Regions from separate parts of the Mus musculus genome. Here all the other regions are linked to region 2. A link is a contact called in public Hi-C and promoter capture Hi-C data. All regions are on one chromosome and are shown on one strand. The core of a region is the stretch at or near the end of the contact, and the rest is flanking DNA. Distances in the headings are between cores, read along the strand shown. Region 1 holds the start of Cox7b (cytochrome c oxidase subunit 7B). Region 2 holds the start of Gpr174 (G protein-coupled receptor 174). Region 3 holds the start of Tlr13 (toll-like receptor 13).

Evidence for each region. Promoter capture Hi-C pulls out the DNA fragments that hold promoters and counts their contacts. A called contact is a pair of places that touch in the nucleus more often than the background predicts.
Region 1: a Hi-C map of B cells shows a contact between it and region 2, with 7 read pairs. The contact joins the promoter of Cox7b here to the promoter of Gpr174 in region 2. A contact is called at or near these places in 3 of 39 promoter capture datasets (the C10 cell line and pre-B cells) and 1 of 484 Hi-C or Micro-C datasets (B cells).
Region 3: a contact with region 2 is called in a promoter capture Hi-C map of the HPC-7 cell line. The contact joins the promoter of Tlr13 here to the promoter of Gpr174 in region 2.

Annotation. Positions count from the first base shown.
Region 1 is chrX:106,013,370-106,018,116 of GRCm38.p6, forward strand. Cox7b (cytochrome c oxidase subunit 7B) reads left to right here and starts at 2,331. Exons shown (of 3, transcript NM_025379.2): 1 at 2,331-2,501. The coding sequence starts at 2,462.
Region 2 is chrX:107,252,882-107,257,753 of GRCm38.p6, forward strand. It overlaps Gpr174 (G protein-coupled receptor 174), which reads left to right and starts at 2,997. Exons shown (of 5, transcript NM_001358747.1): 1 at 2,997-3,235; 2 at 3,515-3,618.
Region 3 is chrX:106,141,140-106,145,817 of GRCm38.p6, forward strand. It overlaps Tlr13 (toll-like receptor 13), which reads left to right and starts at 2,136. Exons shown (of 3, transcript NM_205820.1): 1 at 2,136-2,182.

The DNA.
Region 1 (4,747 bases), core at 1,081-3,580, 1.2 Mb before region 2:
AGATCCTGAGTTCAATTTCTGGCCACCACATGGTGGCTTATAGCCTTCTATAATGAGATCTGGTGCCCTCTTCTGGCCTGCAGGAATAATGCAGGCAGAATGCTGTATAAGTAATAAATAAATCTTTAAAAAAAAAGAAAGGAAAGTAATTGGTCTCCACATAAAGAGATATGAAATAAAATGAGCCTGGCGGTGCATACCTGTAATCTCAGTATTCAGGAGATAGAGGCAGGAGGATATCAGGGATTAATGCCAGTCTAGGCTGCATAGGGAGTTCCTCCTTGAGCTACAAGAGACCCTGTCTCAAACAAAACAAAGCAAAACAAGACAAAACAAAACAAAATAAACAAAAAGACAGATGAGAAGAGAGCAGAAGAGAGACAGACAGAGAGAGACACACAGAGAAAGCAATAGCCACATGTGGTGGCATACTCCTGTAATCCCTGCACTTGGGAGACTAGAGTGGGAAAATCCCAACTTTGAGGCCCACATAGGTTACATGGCGAGTCCCTGTTTCAAAGGAGAGGAGAAAGTAGGATATGAAAAAATTAAGCTGGGCCTCATAGGTCAGTTTAACTCCTACTTGGGAAGCTGGGGTAGGAGGATTACAAGTTCAATGCCTGTCTCTCTACTTTAGAGTGAGTTAACGGCCCATATGAGCCACTTGGTGTGAGCTTACCTCAAAATTTAAAAAGAAAAATTTTTAAATGGTTAAATTATTAGGTATGTCAGCTCACACCTATCATCTTGGGAAACTGAAGCAGGCAGCTTGCCAGGAGATTGAGGCCAGGAGTGGCTCCATAGTAAATTCCAAGCTAGCCTCTACTACAGGATGAAATCTAGTCTCCAAGAAACAAACACAAAAATAACAAACAAGGGGCTGGAGAGATGACTCAGCAGTTAAGAACACTGACTGCTCTTCCAGAGGTCCTGAGTTCAAGTCCCAGCAACCACATGGTGGCTCACAACCATCTGTAATGGGGATCTGATGCCCTCTTCCCGTGTGTCTGAAGACAGCTACAGTGTATTTACATATAATAAATAAATAAATCTTAAAAAATAAACAAGCATACCAAATAAGCATGGTGGTTTGAGTATCTCTGTTTTATGCTCACTCAGGTTGCTTTAGGCATATGAACTGCAGTGGTCATACAGACACAGTGTGGTAAAGAATTACCAATGGATACAAAACATAGTGGATAGAAGCTTATGCAGAATAGGATAGTCATTATGCATTGGAGTTACCTTTTTTTTTTTTTTTTTGCACACATCCCTCCTTTCCACTCAAGATACTTTTTTTTTTTAATTACAAAGGGAAAGCGGTGACTTTAAAGTGTAGAAATCTGGTATGCAGTGCTTGGATTAAATGATTAAGTTCATACTATTACTGAATGGGACATGCTAAGATCCTATACCTTTTGATAGGATGCTCTAAAAAGCAGAGTTTGATTTGTACATTATTTATCTAATCATGACACTAGAGAAGCTAAGGCAAAAGAATTGCAAATTCTAGGCCAGTCTGGGCTACATAGTAAGTTCTAGCCAGTCTGGGTTACATAGGGAGACCTGGCTTACACAGAGTTTCTTTTTTTTTTTTTTTTTTTTTATTTATTATTTATTATATGTAAGTACACTGTAGCTGTCTTCAGACACACCAGAAGAGGGCATCAGATCTCATTAAGGATGGTTGTGAGCCACCATGTGGTTGCTGGGATTTGAACTCTGGACCTTTGGAAGAGCAGTCGGGTGCTCTTACCCACTGAGCCATCTCACCAGCCCTACACAGAGTTTCTTAAGAAGATACATATATAGTATTCTTGCCAGATGCACATGAACTGGAATCCTTAGGGGAAAAAGGTCAATTGATCTCCCAGCACTTGGGAGGCAAAGGCAGGACTTTTTCTGTGAGTTCCAGGCCAGCTTGGTCTACATAGAGAGTTCCTGGTCAGCCAGGACTAAATAGAGAGGCCGTGTCTCAACTCCCCCACAAAAATTCCAAAAAAAAAAACCAATAAAGGTAAAACCAATTAATGTAGGTAATAGGAGACAGAATGTGAAAAATTTGAAGGGACTGTAATTGGAAGTGAGACACTAGATCCAATCCTCTGGAGTTTTAGCACCATTTTGATGCTGGTGCCTTATGTAAGGTCGGTGTCTCAGCTCTCCTTTGTAGAGTCCGAAACCTTTGTCCAAAGAGTTAACCTCCCTGCTTAGTAAATACTACTTTATGGAAGCCATCAAGCTTGAAACTACATTTCCCAAAGACCTTCCTATTTCCTCGCAGGAACTAGGATGACAATTTCTATAGGTCAACCCCTAAATCTCGCGACATCTCACCAATTCTCATTTGGGCTCCCTGCTGAAAGCCATTTTGTTTTTCAGGACGCTTTGCAAGGGTAGCTGGGGTGAATTTGCACCAAGGCAGCAGCATAGTCGCCGCAGTTCCATCTTCGTCTCCGCGATGTTGCCCTTAGCCAAAAACGCACTAAGCCGTCTCCAAGGTGAGCAGATAATGTGGGCGAGTTCTTTACAACACCCGGGATCCGGCTGTCCTCGTGCTCTTCTGCCCTCTTCCTCCGCCCCAAATCCTGCGGGTTTTAATTCTAGGTGCATGGTCCCCTGCGTGGTCTCCAGTCACTGGGAAGGGAAGCTAGCCATAACAGAGGTAGCTGTGACAGTGGCTTTATCATCCTGTCCTTGTGTTCCTAACCTCGTTATGCATTCTCTTTCTTCAGAGACCTATGATTTCCAGGAAGAACGCTTTGGCGGACACCTTGCTCTTTTAGCGATGATCTAAATTTTAGCTCTGGGAGTGTATTTACGTAGAAGAACTGATCTCCTACAATAACGGTGGTAGGAAACTAAATCTACCGCATCTGGATTCATAGCAAGGGGTTGAAAACCTTAAGCCTGGCAGCTTTGAAGAAGTCATCTGTAGATTATTAACGGAATATTAACTATAGCGAAAACAATCATGGTCATTTTTTTTTCCTGCTTTAAAGTTAGGCAAGTACGTGGAAACTTGAGACTAGCAGTATATATGGAAAATACACTGGACTGGAAAGAAAAAAATTCATTTTTGTAATTGCTTTACCCTGAAGGTGACCTTCAGTAATGTGAATGAAGGTGACCTTACACAATACTTACTTGCTTTTCTAGCCATGGATTTAGTTTTATTTTACCTTTAGATCACATGCTGTGTTCTAAGTACTGAAGTACTTTGGGAATAATTGAAAAAAAAAAAAAAGAAAGAAGCCCAACTGATCTTTCATCTGCTACAAGCTGTGTTTATTATTTCTTTCACTTTGGACAAATGATTTAGCGTTATAAACTTGTTTTTGTAAAACAGAGGTTAGTAAGTAATACCTATGTCAAAGACCATTAACCAATCTCTGGTCACTAAACTGGGTGGTTTTGTTTGTTTGTTTGTTTTTAATTTTATTTTGGTATAGAGGGGAGATCACTTGGTAAATCAGAGTGTTGAAACAACAGTTGTTTGGTAATCTCAATTTCTTTGATCTTTAAGTGACTTAGGGACTTTTAAAAATACTGTAGGAAAAGTTTTTTTATCATTTTTTTTTTTTTTTTGAGACAGGGTTTCTTTGTGTAGCCTGGCTGTCCTGGAACTTGCTCTGGAGACCAGGCAAAAAGATGATTTTTTAGTTTATTTTGTTGTGTTTCTGTTTCTCATACTCACCCTTTTAAATGTTCTGGAGCAGAATTGATTATGGAATGTTTATGAATTTGCTTATTCCGGCTGTGGCTGTTTTCTGAGGGAGGGTCTCAGGTACACTAGGTTGGCCTGCCATTTTAATCTGTAGCCAAGGATGTCTTCAACCCCTGATCCTTGGCCTCCATTTCCCAAGTGCTGGGCTTGACAAAGTCCTTCCCACCTTTATAGACCTAATTGTGTTTGCTTCTGAAGTGTTAGCAATCAAGTCTAGGGAATGTTAGGCAAGCACTACACCAATCCCGCTACATTTATTTCCCTGGGTGTGGCTGGTTAAAGGTGAAAGTGGAACCGTAAGTAAAGCAGCTAATATAATGGTTAAGGAATTATTAGGATTATACCACATAGAGACCATTGGTGGTGGTGGTGGTGGTGGTGTTTGTTTTGGGGGTGAGAGAGGATTTGATAGAATTTGAACCCAAAGCTCTGCCACTGAATCCAGGCTCTCCCCAGCCTGAAACATTAGTGAGGGAACAGCAGTTTTGTCTTACCCTGCAGCCCAGCCTGGCATGAAAATTGAGTATAGTTTTCAACCTTACCCTCCCAAGTACTGAGAGAACAGCTATGAACCGCTGCACCTCAATTCAACATTGCTTTTTCCTCTGTGTCTGTAAGTACCTTTAAAGACCTTTAAAACAGGGACTGGCGAAGTGGCTCAGCGGTTAAGAACACCAACTACTCTTCAGAAGGTCCTGAGTTCAAATCCCAGCAACCACATGGTAGCTCACAACCATCTGTAATGAGATCTGATACGTTCTTCTGGTGTGTCTGAAGACAGCTACAGTGTACTTACATATAATAAATAAATCTTTAAGAAAAGACACACAGTAAAGACCTTTAAAATAATGAGGTGGTGGTGTCTAGATTTGAAGAGAAAAACTATTGACTTTTTGGTATTTACCACTTTTTTCGAGTTTTATTCCTTAATAAGCTACCTTTATAACCTTGTTCTTCATCCAAACTTGATTGGCTCTCTGGTACAGTAGATCTATCTATCTCTGTCGATATTCCATTTTT
Region 2 (4,872 bases), core at 1,747-4,246:
CAAGAACAAGGAATGAGTATAACTATTTAATTAACTGGCAGTAACTCCTCCTCACACAAAATAATTTGGATGTTATTAATGTGTTTAATGAGTTAATTTCAGCACTCTTATACTCTGATGTTTAATTGATGAGGAGGATATATTAGTTGTTTGAGCTAGTACAAGAAACGTTAAAGTCCTTTGCAGATTTCAAAGTGCTAAAAATATGGTAGTCATAATTAAATTACAACTTTAACAAATTAAAATACTGAAAGTTTGTGGTGTGGGAGGATTTCTGATATTTAAATTATAGCCATGGTTGTATGAATATGTTTTGTAAAGTATGTTAATCACACTCTTTACTATGTCAAATGATATCTTATGAACATCATGACAAAGAAGCTAAGTTGAAACTTAGTAATTTTAGAATTATGAGGCAAACATTAGGAGATAATAAAACATTCATTAGAAAGAATATTGTATCCTTCAACTGAGAGTAAACACTCAAATTTTCTTTTATTCCCACCTTAACATAATTTCTATTTCAAAATTATATTTTAAACAATGGATGAAAAGTGAGCTGAATGTATTTTCTCCATTTGTATTGGCTGGACTTTTTATTTTAATTAGAGCTATGTGAGTCAATATGCCTTTATATATCAATAGAGACATATAGAACAATATTTGAGTACATCTAATATTTGACTTTCCTCTTTTACTAAGTAAGATAAAAGACTGGCCACAGACAATGCAACCACAACTAAATCACCAATTTGGTAGATGACATGAAGTGTCAGCCAGATAACCTGTACTTTGGTGAGGACATTGTAATAGTAAAGAAACAAGTTCTGGTCTCAGTTTTATCAATACTTTATCTAGAGACTTATACTGTATTCATTATCTTCTATTTTCTTCATCTTTAAAATGAAACCTTAGATAAAATCATCACTTGGCTTTTGTATGCTATTATTTGACCAATTTGGAATGAAATTCAATAAATTCCCATAGGAGTGATCTTTTGCTTCTGATCAGACTAAAATTCACTAATGTAAATAGAAAAGATAAGTATAATCTAAGCCAGGAAACTTCACCAGTGGGTAATTTATTTCAAAATACATAGATTAGCTTGTATGTGTTCTATTTGAGGCAGCAGACTTAATTCTCAGAAGCCATGCTGCACAGTAGGTAACAGATGTGCCTGTGTTCGCAACATATTTGAGGAAAATCTACCAAGAAGTTCCACTCCAAAGCAACAAGAATTAGGAATTTTTACAAAACTTGGCGTTTGCCCTAAATTTGTGGTGATCCTCCTGCCCTAGCCTGCCAAGATCTGAGATTGTAGGCATGTACCACCACACTCTGGCATTCTTAATAAACCTACCTAAGTCCTTCTCCTACTGGAAGACTTGACCAGCTTTTTTACTGAAATCCTATCCCTTACAGTAGCTCTTCTGGATGCTTAGATTCCTCCTATATCTTACAGAACTAGATTTGACATTCTTAGATACTTATCACATTCATGTTGTCTTGTATTTGAGAAAATTTCAAAATACCTTACCTGTCTGATGAGACTGCAGAAAGCTGCTGGAGCTGGCAGCCTTTCCTTCCCCATCATCTTACCTCCCATCCTTTGCTCACCATTTTGTTCTCCCCACCTCTTTTTGATCTACTGTGTTTACACATAGCAAGGATTCAGTATGTCTAGAATAGAATGAAGTAAGCCTATGGGAGGGCTGAGATCATTGCTGTGGAAAATCCACTTTAAATAAACAAGAAAAGTATCCCTTATGGCATCCCAGATCCCAGAATACAAAGTAAAAAGCTAAAGTAGGGGTAACATATTTCATTCTTCTGTACCCATATCTTGGTTAATGCATATTTTGATTACTCCTATATATATATATATATACTGAAATTCTATCCCTATATATATATTTGACACTAGAGATCATTGGCATTGTAACAAGTCTTGAGCAGATCAGTTTTCCCATTGGTCTGTCTCTAGGTTTATAATATATCCCACTCCTGCTACAAATTTCTTTCTAGTTTGAATTAATATATTCACCAAAGTTTCTTAATAAGACTATTTTTCTATTTTTGAGCATTAAAAATTTAAAATCAAGATCTCAGAAATGTTTACTTCCAGAAGACCAACTAATCTCTCAAGCTCAGTATAAGAGTCCTTTGAGGCAGAAGGCCTTCACACACTCCCTAAACTACACCATACAGGTTATGTTCAAGCCTGAGACTGAACTTGCACTAGCCTTCATCTCTCTTATGGCTTAAGTGGAAACTTTGTTTGCTCTGATATGGAATGACTAGTCAGGGTTTGCAGATTTCCTCCTCCTCATCTTCCCATGTTGGTGTGGAAAGTGTTTGATGCTTCATGAAGTGTGGCGCTGGGCTTAGATACTGGGCTTACATTCCTTGGAACATCATCCTCAAGAACCTGAGGAACTGTCTATATTTTACATAAAACTGGCCCCATTTGACTGGAAATTCTCTAACCACTAGGAGGAAATGGAGGCCTATCTACACTTTCTGATCACAGGGACACTGAGGAAAACAAAGAATGGTGAACAGGAAGTTAAAAGGTGATTATAATTCAAAATATCTCTTAAGAAGTAGAGTATTTATTTCAGTGTCAATGTCACAGGCTTGTATATTTAGGAATGTTCTAGGCAGAGATCATTCTCTCCCTGACATTTACTATTAGAATCTACCGTATACTTAGAGAAATGTCCATTTAAATACTGAAACAAAAGTGCAGAGCTGGGGAAAGGCATCATACTGAAGGTTGTGTTGGTCTGGTATCTATAAAAGGGACCAGAAGGCACCTAGCTTCTTCTGCAAATGACTCAGTTAACAGTCTCAGTGTTATCTCAGACTCAAAGCTCAGTGCAACCACAAAACTAGAAGACAATTCTGTGTGACCCTATAATTAGAAAGGAGTGTTTCTTCTGCTAAATATGAAGCTTTGCAGGCACTATGTTCAGCCTGTTGAATAGCCTTGTATCATTAATGAGAAAGGAGAGAGAGAGAGAGAGAGAGAGAGAGAGGGAGAGAGAGAGAGAGAGAGAGAGAGAGAGAGAGAGAGAGAGAGAGAGAGAGAGAGAGAGGAGGGAGGAAAGGGGAAGGGAGGGAGAGAGAGATCTGCTCACCCACTTGAAAACGGAAATCTTCAATGTATTCAGAACAGCTTGCATATTTCACTCTGACAACTCACTACCATATTTTCCAACATGGTAGTGGTTTGGTAATCCTGAACTTTTTTAAACCTGCCTTTTCCCCTTTTCCCTTCATCATTTTTCTATTGTTACATCTCTCTCTCTTCTCTCTCTCTCTCTTCTCTCTCTCTCTCTCTCTCTCTCTCTCTCTCTCTCTCTCTCTCTCTCTCTCTCTCTCTCTCCTTCCCTCCCTTCCTCCCTCCCTCCCTTTCTTCCTCCCTCCCTCCCCCTCTTTCCCTCTTCCTCCCTCTTCTCCTTCACTGCTTTTTTGGGGGAGAGTAAATGAAGATTGGATTGGTTGTTTTCAGAAAACGGAGCTGGATCAATGCACAGATCAGTAGCATCCTCATTGGAGTGGCTGTCACATGAATTCTTTGGAGACTTCTGGAGAAAAGAGAAAGAAACTGAAACGGTAGGCTCCAAATTGTTAATGAATAATTAGCTCTGATATGCCTTTCACCCTTGATATCTAGAATTGGACAGTTGGCACCAGGTTCTAGCTAATCTGTCAGATCTAAATAGTTATGAATATAATGAATTTGGACCATCCACAAAGGTCATTTTCTTGGAATTTGCACAAGCAAAAATAATTATATGATTGTCTGCTTCAGGTGGGAAGAAGAATATAGCTTCAAACTTGGTAAAATGTAAGTTTGAAATGGAATATTTCTTTGTGTAATAATGTATTTAGCACAACTGATACCAGACAAAATAGGACTATAAATATTTGTAATTTAACCTAGCTTGCATTAAGAAAGATTACTTGCAGAAACATACGGGGATATTTTCATCTATATTTTGCTATAATATTTTGGTGATGTTTTTTCTTAAACTGTTGAAAGATAAAAAATAGTTGATTCATTGCCTCTTTCAAAATGCTTTCGAAAATGATAAGTACAGTATCTCAAGATGTTAAGCAGCATGAATTCATTCTCCTCTCTGTGTGAGTTACATATTTTTATTGTAGAAGTAAAGTATAGTTATAAGTAACTTTAGAGAGATTCTACTATCAAAAGAGCAGTCTAGAAGAAAAGATGTATTTATAAAGTGAGAGGAGGAAAATAAGAAACACAAACAGGCACAGCTTTTCTGCTTCTTTTAGATAAACTATACTTATCAGAGCAACACTAGTACAATAAAAACAACAAAAAGGGTTTAATTTATATTTCTGATCAGTATAATTGAATTAACTTGTTTTCTACAAAATGTAAGTGCGTTGCTTATAAATTTTTTTGTTTATTTTTTTCTTGATTGGAAATATAAAGAAAGATGCCTTGTGACTTTAGACAAATATGAAGCTATCACTGGTATACAACTATTAGGAGCTGTATCCAGAGATTTAAAAATAAATAAATAAAAGGTGAATTCCTATCTGAGGTGAGGGAAGGGATGCAGAGGAATGTGGAATATGACCAAGGATTGGACCCCAAATAGGTATCTGCTTGCTTTGCTGTAAAGATTGAGGTTCTTTGATTTGCTTTTATACTGGTGTGATCTTCCATGGAAGTAAAGTTATAATGTTATTGAACAAGCAAAAGTGGCTACTTCAGAGAGCTTTAGTCATTCAGCCGAGAATATTTCTTTCCTCCAGCTTTTGTAAACTTCAGCTATTCAGGAAATGCATCCATCTTATAGAAATAATTGAAACTCGTTAGCCTAAGCAGAC
Region 3 (4,678 bases), core at 886-3,385, 1.1 Mb before region 2:
ACCAAGGCAACTTATAGAAGAAAGGGTTACTGTGGCTTACTGTTTCAGAGGGTTAGAGTACATGATTGTCATGATAGGGAGCATGGCAGGAGGCAGGCAGGAATGGAGCTGGAGTAGTAGTTGAGAGCTCATATCTTGAAACATTGCCATGAGACAGAGGTTGAAACACTGGAAATGGCTCTAGTCTTTTGGAACTTCATAGCCTAACCCCAGTGATATACCTCCTCCAACAAGGCCACACCTTCAAATTCTTCACAAACAGTTCCACTAACTGAGGACTACATATTCAAACACATGAGCTTATGTGAGATTATTCCCATTCAAACCACCAGAGTACACTAGAGGAGGACCATCTTGGATTATGCATACAGACGGACGGATAACAGTGATGCTAGATTGATTGGACCTTAGTGGACCAGTGGGAGTAGCAAGTTAGAAGCTTCTTAATATAGGTCATAGGCAGAATAGGATGTGATCCGATGACAGCATTTTAAAGTCAGTAGTGTTTTTTTTTTCCAAATTAAAAAATTATATTTATTTATTTGTTTGTGTCTGAGGAAGGTGCCCTTGCAGGAGTGACTTTTCTCTTTCCACCAGGAAATGAAGTAACAAGTGCCTTTACCTGCTGAGCCATCTCACCAGCCTTCTAGCCTAGGTTGTTCTCAAACTGTTTATGTAGCCAAGGAAGACCTCAAGTTTTAGTTCTCCTGGTCTCTACCTCTTATGTGCTGAATGTGCCACGATGATAAGTCTCAAATGCATGACTTCATTTTTTAAAACATATGCACATTATCCTAATCAATATTCTATTGCTATGAAGAGACATCATGACCGCAGCAACTCTTATAAACGAAAGCACTTTATTAGGACTGGCTTAGAGTTTCAGCATGCCAGGAAACATGATGTAGGAGAAGGAGCTGGGAGTTCTGTGTCTGGATCTGCAGGCAGCAGGGAAAAAGACACAGTGGGCCTGGCTTGAGCTTCTGAAATTTCAAAGCCCACCCCCAGTGGTCACACCTAATCCTCAAGTAGTGCCACTCTCTGGTGACTAAGCTTTCAAATACATGAGCTTTTGGGGGCCATTTTTATTCAAACCACTACACACATAACATCTGCTTAAGTCTACTTAGTGTTGCTTGTTTGTAAGTGTGCTTAGGGCTGACCACTTGAAATTAGACAAAATATCAAGGGGGTCATCTTTAGAGAAGTCTGATTCTCCTTCTCTTAAATCAGCTCCTGATGGAGTGGTGACTTGAGGATTTGGTCTTTGTACTGGTTGGGTTTTGTCAACCTGACACAAACCCAGAAATACCTGGGAAGAGGGACTCCCAGTTGAGGAATTTCTTCCCTTTAGGTTGCCATGTCTATGGCAGTTTCTTGATTGTTAGTTGTTGAAACCCACTGTGGGGGCTGGCATCTCTGGGCAAGTGGGCCTGGGCTATGTAAGAAAGCTGGCTGAGCAGCCCTGCAAACAGTGTTCCTTCATAGTCTCTGCTTCAGGTCCTGCCTCTAGGTTCCCTTTGAGTTTCTTGCCTTGGTGGGACTTGATGACAGACTGTTACCTGTAAGAATATTTCTGCCTCACTCCTAGTCCCTTCTGTTAGTGTTTTATCACAGCAACAGAAAACAAATTAAGACAGTCTCATAGGGTTTTTTTGGGGGGAGCACTGTTTTAGGCAAGTAATCAAATTGTGTTTCCCCAAATGAAGTAAATATAGAACCCAATCAATTAGGCAACAAAATGTGTGGTGGATGAAGAGTCAAAGGTCTGGTAGCAGAGTTAGCCATCCTGATCCCACAGTTTAACCACAACTGGGACCTTAAGGAATGGGGCCAGGTACGGGGCAGGATGGTTTGCAACACCAAGACATGATCTGGCTGAGCATCCCCAAATGAGCCTACACGGCAAGTAACTCAGGGGATCTATGGTGGGCAGAAGGTGAGTGCTCCCTTCAAGACTGTACTTTGCAATACACATCAAATAGGACTTTGGTACATCTGACGTACACCTCCTTGCCCGCCTCTTTCGCCATGCCTAAAAAAAAAAGAGAAGAGGAAGGAAATGTCTCATGTCCTAAGAGTTTAGAACAACCATCACGGGGTTTTTTTAAGAGACCTAAAACAGAATGTCATTGTTTAGCAAAGATGAACAATTGTACTATGTGCTAGGAGCTTCTGAGAGGTAAGTTGAGCTTTCTTGACTTGATTGCATTTCAGCAGTATACAGCAAACAATGGAAATATTCCAATTTTTGTTTGAAACAGATCTCATATAACCCAAGCTTGCCTGCAGCTCTATTCTTGAACCACTGATCTTCGGCTTCAAGGGTACCGGGATTACAAGCAAGCATCACCACTTCTGCTCAAGATTTTTTTTTTAATTCAATGTAACTCACTTCATGACTCCTACCATAGACAGTAGTAGTATTGCACCGAAGGGAAGTGATATTTATTTTCTTATTATTGCAAAGTCCCTGTTCCCTGGTACTTATACTTTTTAATGTTGTTGTTGTTGCTGTTTATTATTATTGTTATTATTGAGACAGGGTGCTATGTAATCCAGGTGGGCCTCAAACTAGCTTGATTTTGAAGATCACTTTGAACTACTGTGCTTTAAAATGTATTCTTATGTTTCATATAAGCTTTCTAATGTAGTATATGTAAATTTATTTTTATTATTTTTATAAGCTTTTTAAAATTGTAAATTTTCCTTTGTCTGTTTTTTTTTTTTTTTTTGGTTATTGTTGTTGATTTGTTAAAGACAGAGTCTCACTATATAGACTGCAGCGAGGAAGTGACTATGTAGACCAGGTCAGCCTCAAGTTCACTGAGATACACCTGCCTCTTCCTTCAGTGCCTTAAAGTACTGAGATTAAAGGCATGGGCCACAGTGCCTTCTTTGATTTTTGAGTCAGAGTCTAGCCACAACAGCCCAGATTTGCCAAGAATTTGCTTCCTGCCTTAGCTTCCAGAATGCTAGGGTTACAGATTTGTTCTCTCTCTCTCTCTCTCTCTCTCTCTCTCTCTCTCTCTCCCTCCCTCCCTCCCTCCCTCCCTCCCTCCCTCCCTCCCTCCCTCTCTCTCTCTCCCCTCCCCTCCCCTCCCCTCCCCTCCCCTCCCCTCCCCTCCCCTCTCCTCTCCTCTCCTCTCCTCTCCTCTCCTCTCCCCCCCACTCACCCCCCATAGGATGCCAGGCTGTACTCAAACTCAATGTGTAGTCCGGGGTGATCTTCAACTTCTGAAGCTCCCACCTCTACCTCCCAGGTTCTGGTAATAAAAGTGTGAGCCACCAAGCCTGGATTATTTGGTTCTGAGAATGGAACCCAGGATTTCACACACGCTAGGCAAGCAAGCACTCTACCAACTGAGCTACAGACACCATTTTTCTAGTGCTCGTTGACAGGGTTTTGCTACACTTCAGAGGTGCCCAGACCAAGCAGTTATGTGAATGGGGCAGAATTTCAGGCAGAAGTTCCAACTGGTAATAAGAATACATGCTCCACTATGTTCATAGCAGCCTTATTTATAATAGCCAGATGCTGGAAAGAACCCAGATGTCCCTCAACAGAAGAATGGATACAGAAAATGTGGTACATTTACACAGCTATTAAAAACAATGAATTTATGAAATTCTTGGACAGATGGATGTATCCGGAGGATATCATCCTTAGTGGGGTAACCCAATCACAAAAGAAGTCATTAGATATGCACTCACTGATAAGTGGATATTAGCTCAGAAACATAGAACACCCAAGATACAATTTGCAAAACACAAGAAAATCAAGAAGAGGGAAGACCAATGGGTGGATATTTCGTTCCTCCTTAGAATAGAGAACAAAATACCCATGAAAGAAGTTACAGAGACAAAGTTTGAAGCTAAGATGAAAGGATGGACTATCCAGAGACTACCCCACCCGAGGATCCATCCCATAATTAGCCACCAAACCCAGACATTATTGCATATGCCAGCAAGATTTTGCTGAAGAGACCCTGTTATAGCTGTCTCATATGAGGCTATGCCAGTGCCTGGCAAATACAGAAGTGGATGTTCACAGTCATCTATAAGATGGAACACAGGGCCCCCAATGGAGAAGCTAGAGAGAGCACCCAAGGAGCTGAAGGGGTCTGCAACCCTATAGGTGGAACAACAATATGAACTAACCTGTACCCCTAGAGCTCGTGTCTCTAGCTGCATATGTAGCAGAAAATGTCCTAGAAGGGCCATCACTGGGAAGAGAGGCCCATTGGTCTTGCAAACTTTATATGCCCCAGTACAGGGGAATGCCAGGGCCAAGAAGCAGAAGTGGGTGGGTAGGGGAGCAGGGCAGAGGGAGGGTATAGGGAACTTTGGGGATGGCATTTGAAAATTTAAATGTATATAAAGAAAATATCTAATAAAAAAAAAGTAACTAATGGGCTGGAGAGATGGCTCTGTGATTAAGAGCACTAGTTGCTCCTTCATAGGACTTTAGTTCGGTTCCCAGGACCCACAATGGGTGCACACAACTCATGTAACTCCAGTTCCAGAGCATCCAATTCCCTCTTCTGTTCTCTGGGGGCACTATGAAAACACACACATACACACACACTTTAAAAGGAAATAAGATACATTTATGGAACTCTAGAAATATATGCCAAAAACTTTGTACCTACTGTGCCTGTTGGGGAACTCAGCTCTA